Regions from separate parts of the Anas platyrhynchos genome. Here region 2 is linked to region 1. Evidence: chromatin contacts called from public Hi-C data. All regions are on one chromosome and are shown on one strand. Each heading gives the region's core, a stretch centred on a gene start, on an enhancer-like site or on the middle of the called end of the contact. The rest is flanking DNA. Distances are from core to core; before and after follow the strand shown.

The links. Hi-C and Micro-C count contacts between places; a contact is called where the count stands out from the background.
Region 2: a contact with region 1 is called in a Hi-C map of subcutaneous adipose tissue, with 2.1 times the contacts expected there. The contact joins the promoter of PRMT9 here to the enhancer-like site in region 1. A contact is called at or near these places in 6 of 8 Hi-C or Micro-C datasets (F1 follicle, F5 follicle, liver and 2 more).

The regions. Positions count from the first base shown.
Region 1 is chr4:37,289,678-37,294,952 of IASCAAS_PekinDuck_T2T, forward strand. ARHGAP10 (Rho GTPase activating protein 10) reads right to left here. Exons shown (of 24, transcript XM_027456676.3): 5 at 549-620. Among named protein-coding and RNA genes, the nearest start is that of ARHGAP10, 53 kb to the right of the region's middle. Within about 2 kb of position 1,809, at least 2 of the 8 cell types and tissues checked have an H3K27ac peak or open chromatin away from gene starts, as enhancers often do. A contact at or near this core is called in subcutaneous adipose tissue, where this site is marked.
Region 2 is chr4:37,345,494-37,350,681 of IASCAAS_PekinDuck_T2T, forward strand. It overlaps PRMT9 (protein arginine methyltransferase 9), which reads left to right and starts at 2,296. Exons shown (of 14, transcript XM_027456686.3): 1 at 2,296-2,450; 2 at 2,733-2,784; 3 at 3,359-3,571; 4 at 4,045-4,193. The coding sequence starts at 3,386.

The DNA of each region.
Region 1 (5,275 bases), core at 559-3,058:
ACAATGTAGTGGCAACCTTAGAAAGGTTACTGACAACTTTCACCAAAATAAAAGTACCTTGAATGAGATCCTGTCTTTAGCCACTCCATCGCTATTTTTCCCTCACTCACATAGAGCAATGAGTGATTTATTTAAAACAATGAGTGATTTTATTCAAGTAAAATAAAAGCAATGTTCACTTTGCAGGTTGCATAAATAAGGCTAAAAGCATACAAATGAACTTCTTTGGGTAGTTAATGCGTTTCATCTTTTGATTGTGCAACTGCAAATAAGAATAAAGTGAATCAGAGTTATCCATTAGGCTGTTAGCTATATTTCTCTTATTCCAGACAGAAGAGATAAGGGAGGGGGAGGAAAGAAGGACACATTCTTCTCTTCTTAAGCACACTTTCCATTTGTTTCTGAAGCAAGTTCTCAAAGTAGAAAAGAAGTGTGAACACATGAAATATAAACAACAGTTTCCCTGTGCCAAATACATGTCATTACTGCTCTGCGATCCAAGTAGAGAAATTAAACAAACTTATCATAAAGGCAAACGAGTGACAAACCTTTACAGCTCCTAGCTGCTCTTTCCTAAATCTTTCCAAAGGTTTGATCAGAGTTTCAGTAACACTGAGTGCCTAAAAAAAAAAAAAAAAAAAAAAAAAGAGAGAGCAAAGGTTAAGCTTCTGTTGCCAGACAGACAAGTCACTAAGTCACTTTAGCACCATCAATCAAAAGGGGGAAAAAAAAGACAAACAAGCTCTGGGGCTTATAAGGAAAACATGGTGGGATACTAAGTCCTAACTCAAAAAAAATCCTGTCTCTGAGTTCATTTAAGGTTTCAAAATTTCTATCTTGTCTTTCAATTCACTGTAAGGAAAATTAAAACAAATCTAAAACAATTGAACAAATGCAGAAATTGCATTTGTTTGGCTGCAGCCAAACAGTAACTGCTTTACTTATGCCAGTCTTGCAGATCAGGTCAACAGCCTCCACAACTGAACACCAGAATGTGCCACACAGAAAAAAATAATAGTTTTCATTTGAGGACATACACATTTCTGCAGCAACGCAAAAACACAGGAAACAGCTGTAGAATGGGCAACTGAGGTGTAATTAATAAGCTTTTAACACACAGCTAAAACCATTAGGAATTGAAATATATATTTCCAAATATTTAAATTTAATTAAATTAAGAAAGCTTCAAGTTAACATAAGTTACAAAATCAAGAGGTGTAGAGACAAGAAATGAGAAATTTAGTTGACTAGGTAAAGTTTAATCTGTCTCTTCCACAGCATCCATCACTGAGCTTTTTAATATGGCTATGAGGCCATTTATCATAAGAAACAAAAAAGAAAACAACATGCCACTTAAAGACTGAAAGCTAGCTTATAAATAAGTTTAAGTTTGGTCTTGCTGTGAACGCGAATTAGAATTTTAAAAGCATTTGAAATTTAGCAAAAGCTGGAATTTCTTAAATACAACAGGAGCACTGAGAAAGTGTAAAGAGCACAGCAGATGTGGAGGAGCAGAGGGGTTCCTTGTGGTCCCAGGCCCAAGGCAGAGCCCCAGGGCACTTCAGTCACCCCAGCCCAGGGCTGAGCTGCCAGGAGTGCAGGCAGAGCTCCCTGGAAGCCCACCTCAGATAGAGCAGAAGTCTTCCCCCCGCCCCCCTCCAAATTTAAGAGGTTTCAGATAAAACACTGCAGGCCTAATCTGGCCTTCTGAAAAGCTCTTATCGTAAAACACACGAGGGATATATTAGAGATCTGGCACAGCACAAATCCAAATAGCACTGTCTGCTCCCACCCAGCCCTGGAGCCATGCGGGGATTACTGTGGGAGTCATCTTGCCAATTCACCGTAACCAGAGCAACCCTGAATTTTCAACAGCATGCTAACCTATTTATCTAGCTGGAAACTCAAATATTGGGCAAGTCTGGGCCAAACTAAGCATTGCACAGTCATCCTCAGATATTCCCTAAATTCAGAGCACTTGATCTTGTGGCCCAAACCCTTTCTTTCTGCGTTCACTTCCTAATTTTGTCAGAAACACTAAAAGTACCCTTTAGCACAAACCTGACGGAAGAAGAAAAAGGAGGACTTGACAGCCAGAGAAGTCAAACGTCCCAAAGAGGAACTGAAAAATGCGGTTACAGGAAGGATCCATCCCACCCGGCACGCTGCATCCTATTTACTCAAGCAGTTATTGGGGTCTCTAGGGCATTTTAGGACATTCACTTTTGTGAGGCTCCCAAAACTTCCCTAGAAACTCTGAAGGAGCTGAAAGGAAACAGCAAGTTGTATGTATAACTGGAGCAACCCCAAGCAACATCACCTGAGGCCTTCGGAGTCTCTCTTGGCTTGGCTACAAGGATTCACACAAATCCAAGCAGAGAACCTCTCCAGAGGCTGACAGAATAATGACAGAATAATCCTTCAGTTTGGGAACATTTCAAGAAGTTTGAGTTGTTTCTGCCAGTTTCCTCTCCACTGACGGCGTGAGGGAGGAAGGCTGTGAGGCCTCCTCAGAGAGGAGCCCGGGGAGGATGAGGAGAGCCGCAGGCTGGTACCAGCCAAGCAGAATGCTTTCACAAAGGGAGGTGCTTAAAGGCAGCACTGAAATGGTCAAAAACTTAAAAATTAGCATCTAACAACAAGTTGCTTCTTAGTTTTTTGAACTTTTACACAACGAAAAGGGAAACATAAGGTCAACAGGCAATGGATGCATGCTGAACATGAAGTCCGAGTCAAAATAAATCCCAGCAACCTGGCTCAGCAGAAAGAAAAAAAACATGGGCAGAAAAGGCTGAGGTTCACAAACCAGAAGGGCTGGCTACAAATCACTTGGTCTGCTACACTTCTGTGCGGCATTAACCATGGGAACCACTGAAGGTATTTGTTTGAAGCAGAAAATAATCTTTCAATCAAAATGGGATGTTCCCTCCAAGACAGCCAACAAATAAAGATTCCAGTGTTGCCAGTGGTAAAATAAGCCAGTAATTCTTTCATTAAAAGAAAAACAAGCCTCTTTTCCTTCCAAAAAAAAGTTTCTCATTTTGCTCAACAAACTTTTGTAACAGATGCCTCTGCAGCAGAAATTTGCCTGCCCTGCAGGTATTTATGATTTGTCACCCCCTTTTGCTTTCTCTGAGCGGGTTAAACAGCAGTGCTTATGAGTATTTCTTGGTGAAGTGGGATTTTGCAGCTCTTTGATCATTCTTATGGAGCTTCACACCAGGCCCACATAAAAATATAGGAGGAACATTTCTTCCTCACTGAAAGGAGTGTGAGAGTTTGTACATACAGAAGCTGTCAACCAAGATGCGACTGGTACATAGTGAATTAGAGATCTGTTCTTCTGACTCATACACATGAAAACATTCATAGCTACAAAATGCACAATATTAAATTACAAAAGGAGGAATTTGAAGTGTTTCCCAGTACTTAGAATTCAATGCTTATCATAAAGAGATGGAAAAAGTTGTTTTCATTCCATAAATAAGTACACATTTTTATGATATTATTCATATTTATAACTTGGGAACTCAAAAGACACTACTTTTTTAAAAAAACTAGATAACAGATAAGTAGATAAAAAATATTTCCTCAGTACATAGAAATAAGCAAAAAAGCTAAGGGCCCTTTGAATTTATTTATTACACACCCTTCCCTTAAAGAAGTTTACATCAAAATCCACCACTTTCAAGAAAATATATCAGGAATTCAAATTAAATATTAATTAATAACAAACTGCATGTTCCTGCCTCTTTCAACAACTTTTGTATGACTCTTGAGTTAATTTTTTATTCTACACACACACAAAAGTCTTTTCTGTTCCTTATACCCCTAAGTTACCCAGACCTACCTGAAAGGAACATATACCCGATTTTAAATTCCAGCAAGCAAACTATGGTATGTGTAAGCCGTAAGTGATCAATATAAAGAGGTCACGTCTCAAGTAACACTATCTTAATCAGCTTTAGGAACGTCAAGGTTTCACAAATGCTTTCAGAAATGTCTAATGCAATATGCACATGTGCCTTGGACCAAATACCTGAAACTGCTTATACTATTTCTATTCTATTTGTTGCAACTACTGACAGGCCAAAGAATTAAACTTCATTTTAACGTAAGTCTGGGAACAGCAGCAAAAAAAAAAAAAAGTCATCATTGCCAACATCACTTCAGGAGATCCCCGTAGCCAACATTTCCAACAGTATCTTGAAGTAGGCTTTCAGCTTTGGATATACCTCCTAATTTCAGATGCCCTTACAAAACTTCACCTGCTCAGGCAGAGACATTTTACAGAATGGTGATAATCCTGACTTTTACAGCTCCATATATTTCAAAAGAAATTTGTAACAGGTTGCAGATTAAGAGGCCCAAGCCAACATTTTCTACAAGCAGTCCACAAAGGCACAGACTCAATCCATTAGCAAGTCCATTTACATTTCCAGCAGCTTGCCAATTAGTCACTCGAGTCAACAAGATCCAACAGGTAACTCACCAGCCAGTGCCAGTCCACAACCGACTTCATTTAGCCTTTTTTTTTTTTTTTTTTTTTTCCTCTTCTCAGAGAGGGCGGGAGAATGGCTGTTTAGGGAGAAACTCCTTCCCTGAACACCTCCTCCCATGCACTGGAACCTGCCAGACAGCACCATCCACCAGCGCTCAAAGCTCTCTGCATGCTTTCTCACCCTCCAGAGCAGTCTGTCTGAGAAACGCAGCACCAACAGGTTCCCGCTCCCCTTGCGGCCACAACCAGGCTGTCTTGCAGAAGAGGAAGGCTGCTTACATGGGCTGTGAAGGGACATCGACCCACGAGAGCTGTCACAGAATCTCAGTCTGGCCTCTGTGGTTACAAAGGTGAGATCAACCAAAGTTAACCAAATTTCGGTTTGCAAGTTATACAAATGCAACTATGGTCTCCCAGCATTCATCCTAAAAATGATTTCAGCCTTTACTGAAAGAACTAGAAGTTAAACATTGTTGGTCAATAAACCCTGGTGGTGAGAAATTCCTGCACTGATCCTACTCCATTTTGAATCCAAGCATCCTCCCATACAAAAGAGGCTTACTAAAAATGGCAAAAAAAAAAGCCATAAACATGTACCTTGCTACAGACTGCACAGTGACACAGGGGTACCCACTTCCAAAGCCTCATCAAAGGAACTGGAATGCACACCACATGCCAAACAGCAAGACAGGGTGGTTTAAAGTTTCCCAGTGCGCTGACTGGGAAGATTTATTTGTGGACAGGGGCAGGATTGTCTCTCCCTGTCAACAAAGC
Region 2 (5,188 bases), core at 1,046-3,545, 56 kb after region 1:
ATACAAACTGCAAGGATTTGACATTGACAGTTTTTAGTAATCTTCTCCCACAAATGTAACAGTGTGAAATACCAATTTAAATTGTGTCAAATTAGCACACAGTAGTACTTGATTTATGCTTAAAAATAAGCACTATAAAATATTTATGCTATGTATCTGGTACTTTCTTTGGTCTAAAAACACAGCTGAACAGGTTTAGAAAATGATGGAGCTACCAAGCCCCTGGCCCATCACAGTATTCAGGACAGTCCAACTCCTGTTACACCTCACTGTCCACAGGTGATAATCACCTGTACTATGCCCTCATGTTCCCACTATGTCCCACAGATGTTAATGATTGTCTTTCTCCCCATGCTGTTCTCCTGTAGCTGGAAAGCATAATTAAGCTAAATTTAGAGAAGCTTGTTCCCCATCAGTAACTAATTTAAAGTTCATTGCTTTACTTTCAAAATTGAAGGGCTAGGTCTGTTTATACTAGTTGATTTAATAAGACATTATATCCTGACTTATAGCTCAGTTTAGATAAGAAATATTTGATACACTCTGATGATATTTGTATGTCCTCTTAGAATTCATTCAGCCCAAGTGCTTTGCCAGTTCTTTTGTGCTTTCTGGCAATGTCTTTCCTACATGGAAACTGCTTGTGGCATCATTCAACTACTTGTCCTCTGCTGTCCCTTGGGTCACTTCACTCAAAATGTTTGTAGGCTTACCTCCTACTTACAATAGTCTAGGATAGTAATCATTTTCCATGGATTTAACCATTTAACCATGGATTTACCATGGTTTTAACTGCCACTGTTTCTTTTAGACTAACTTTCCTCTCCATATGTACATGTACTACTTTCACCTTGCTCAAAATGCTGGTCAGGCATTTTTTAAATGGTACCAATTTGTTTCTCAAAAGTGAAGGCATCTACAATATCCAAAACTGTAAAACACTAGGAGAGCTGCATTTTCCCTTTAGAGAAGGGAAGCAATGATAAACAGCTTCATGTTCCAATGTTTCATGATTAATAAAGAATGCCATAGCCTGTTCTTGTCCCAGAAAGTGGTAAGACCAAATGAACACTGCCTTTTTGGGGAAAAAAAAAAATAAATATCACTCCAGGGCCTTGCATGTGGTTGATCCGAGGAGGAGGCAGCCTGCCACATTACACAGTGGAAGTCAAGTGATGCCATAGGCATTGAAGACAGCAAGATAAGGCACTGAGGAGTGGGAGCAAAGGTCTGAATTTTGCTCCTCTGTTAATATAGAGCAGAGTCAAAGGCCTAAGACAACTTGGACTTGTTTATGACTTAAAAATAGGTGGCATGAATTTTTCTCCTCTAATGTCATTCTCCAGGCTTATCAATAACATAATTCAAATTAAATATTACAAACACCGTAACTGCAGTTCAATTATGGGTGGTGCCTGCACAGCACACGGTTCTTATGCTGCATGCTATAAACATTTAAGGTAGTAGGCTCTTACATGTAGAGCAGGTCTGAGTAATGTTGAATAGCAAGGGACTGGATTTAACAGTGCTGTAGGCCACTTCTAGACCTGTGTTCCTATGACCTGAATTTCCAGTTTTAAACATTGGATGTGGATGGCAAAATAACCTGGACAATATATATGTGCATATATATGCACATGCACGTTTATATGTGGCAGAGGGAGAGGGACAAGCAGAGTTATTTGTAGGTTCATGTTTGGCACGCCCCGCCAATAAGTAGTCAAAATCCACATGAAAAAGCAGTGAGGAAATTTTAAGGAACAGTTTCTGATCAAAATATTTTGAAGTTTCACCTTGAAAGGAATAAGCTAAATTTGCCTAAAAAAAAGAAAAAAAAAAAATCCATGGATTTTATGTTTTAGCTTTCTCAAGCCTTTTGCTTATTAATAGAGTTATGATTTTTTTGCCTAGCCTCTTTGTCAGCTTACAAAGCATTAGTTTTTCTAAAATGCTAGTTTCTAGCACTCTGATTTTTTCTTGGGCTCTTAAAGATGTTCTGCCTATCAGCTGTTCCTTGAGGTAAATAAAAGATAAAGTGAATGCCTCATGCCTAAACTTTAAATAGCAAGGAGAAGCCTGAAAAAAAAGGAGGAGGAGTTTTTTTTTTCCTCATAAATTAAACAGAAATAAAGACGAAGCGAAGGGATTTCTCAATCTCGTGAAGCAGAAGAGTTGCTCAATCCTGCGGCGTGTAACTGGGTTTTGCGGTCGGGGCGCAGCCCACCTCACGCCTCCCTCCTTCCTCCAGCGGGCCTGAGGCGAGCGGGGCGTGGACCCGCCCGCCGCCATCTTAGGGGGCGGCCACCAGGGCGGGGCGCCGGCACGTCCCGGCACCGCCTGCCGCTGGGCCCTAAGATGGCGGCGGTCCGCGGCGTGCCTGGGGGCTGTGGGGGAGCGGCGGCTGACGCCCAGCAGGTGATGGCCCCGGGAGCGCCCGGCTCGGCTGTAGGGTACGGGCTTCTCCCTTCCCCGCTGCTCCTTGCCTGCTTGGGTGGTGGCCCTGAGGCTTGCTCCGCCAGCCCGGTGCTGGTGAGGCCTGCCCGCCCTGTCCTTGCTGCCCTCTGGGCCCCCGAAGCCGTGTGGCAGGCGGGTTTGTGTGTTGCTGTGTAAGTTGGTGGTGGTCGCTTCTTACGTGGCCGGGGCTTTTTTATTTTATTTTATTAATAAATAAGCTGTTAGGGTGGTGCTGTGTTCCTTGCGGCTCCTCTTTATGTAACGTTCGCTCTCTTCAGCTTTAGGATATATCTGAAAATCCTGAAGGCACTGTTAGGCCCTTGCACGTAGGTAAGCATTGCAAATTTGGTAACTGTTAACGCTTAAAACGTGTGTACTGATCCTGTTAACTGACGCTTTCTTGAGGGGAAGAAACAATCATGGTATCTCACGTAAAGTAAACTGGGAGCTTGTAAGCTCTCTATCTGGAAGCCCTTAGTTTATGGAGATGTTGTTACTGAAGTGGAAGAACCTTAACCTGCAAATGTTATGCTCGATTATGAGAACTCTGAATGTGTGAGTTTCTGGTGTGCAAAGCTACTTAAAGATATGCTAAAATACACATTACAAAAATTAGTTCTTGAAAAGCAAAGAAATGCAAGCTGTTTGTAGGATCTAGTACAATACAAGTATGTTTCATACCTAAATTTTGAATGGTGTACGTTTATTTTAAAGTTTATGGAAACATAAAGAAGTGTAAAGATAAGATATATAAGATATATAGGTGTAAAGATAAGAATGTTTTTGAATGCTTAGGATTTGGGGAAGAGTTTTAAATACCTGTAAATTCTTAAAATGTTGCTTTGTCTACCAGTTTTGTACGTAACCTTTTTGGCCTCCAGAACATGTAATTTGTTGATTTTAGGAAGGGCTAGTACTTCCATCCTTCAGAATGCCCAACTCCAATGCTAAACTTCGTCGGAGCCCCAGAGGTGGTCAGGAAGCCGGCAGGCGGGAGTTGGTTTCCCGATCTCTGCAGAGTGCTGAGCATTGCCTGGAGGACCAGGATTATGGAACTGCATATGCTCACTATCTCCTGGTACTGAATCTAGCTCCTGAGTTAAAGACCAGTGTCAAAGTAAGTGCTGTTTGGTTTTCTCTTGAGACTATGTAACATGTTCTGTGCCTGTGACTTTTTGTTTGTAACTGATCTTGCTACTCAGTCTTCTAAAAGAAGAAAAACAGTAACAGACAGCAACTTATTTAATGAGTTGTATCTTTCTGTGGGAAGAAAATCAGGCTTCTAGTGCAGTATGTGTTAATAAAGTTCAATAAAGATAATCCCTTGTTGTTATTATTGGCTTGTAGTACAGCACAGCATGCAGTAGTATACATCCTGGCTCTTAGTATAAGTTGTTGGGTGATGATATTCAGTGTGGATATTTGAGAGCTTACTTTAGCTCCTTCAAGTGGTAAGTGTTGTCCCAAGTAACTTGGGAAAATACTGAGCAATTGCATGCTGCTGCTTTAGTGAAAGAAGTGTGTTCAGGTGCATGTCAGAATGTTTCTGGTAACTATTGCCAACTCAATGGTCTGTGTTTTATTTTCTAGGAAACATTTCAGTTTACCCTCTTTAAATGGGCAGAAGAACTAGATTCTCTAGCACGGATTCAAGATCTATTTAACTGCTATGAACAGGCTCTCGAACTGTATCCGAATGATGAAGTGATATGTAATAGTATGGGAGAACATCTTTTCAGGTTTGTAGTGATCTATATTCAGCTGTTATAAAGCTTACTTCAGTGTTATGCGTTAATGATATTAAACTAATCAGAACACATAAAATATGCTTAAAAGAAATAAATACAAGCGCATGTTTGTTTTCACATAGTTCATGCTGTTGAATTTTGTGTTTGTTAGCTTAGAAAGTTAAGTACCCAATACTAAAATATGTTAATAGTCACAGCCAGTTATATGTATAAAAGAGCACTTGTGCTGAAGTAAAAGCTTAATGTAATAGTACTACTGCCTTCAAGTGTATTTTTAACTATTTATTAAGTTGCTAAACAGAAATAAGACCATAATTGTTCAGAGTTACTGTGTTTACTATAATTGTGGTTAACTTAAAATTTTTGAAGTTCATCTTCCATTGTATTCTGTTAATATGCAAAGGCAGTAATTGTCAGGGATCTGATCAGACTTTGGTTCTTCTTGAGGTCACATATGACAGATCTTTCAGGTGAGGAAGCTGGTTATGTGTACTGTAATGTGTAGAGCTGTTTTTTCTTAAATGGTTTGAGCTTATACTGCATTCTTTTACTGCTTTCTCCAAAACTTGAAACACAGTGTCTTGCCATTCCTCTGAATTTTAAGGTCTTCTGAGACTGGAACTTAAGATGGAAATCATAGGTCCTGGGTCAAAGCAGCTTTGGTTAGGTATACAATTTTGACTGGTTGCTTATTTGAAGGAGCAACTTATACAGCATTGCTAACAAAAGGTATGCTTTGATGCATTTCATAGGTCTTATTTTTTAGTGTATCTGATTTGAGAATATGCTACAGTTATTTAAAAAAATTGTTTCAGTTTCACAGTTTATTTTTGAGATTGCCACTTACTGGAAGCGTAGGCAAATCAAAATTTGTTTTTACAGTATGTGCAAGTTAAATATGGTGAGACAACTTTGGCTTTTTGTATCATTCTATTATGATACAAATCTGCGAGACTGCAGATTTGCTGCTGCCATGTGATTACAGT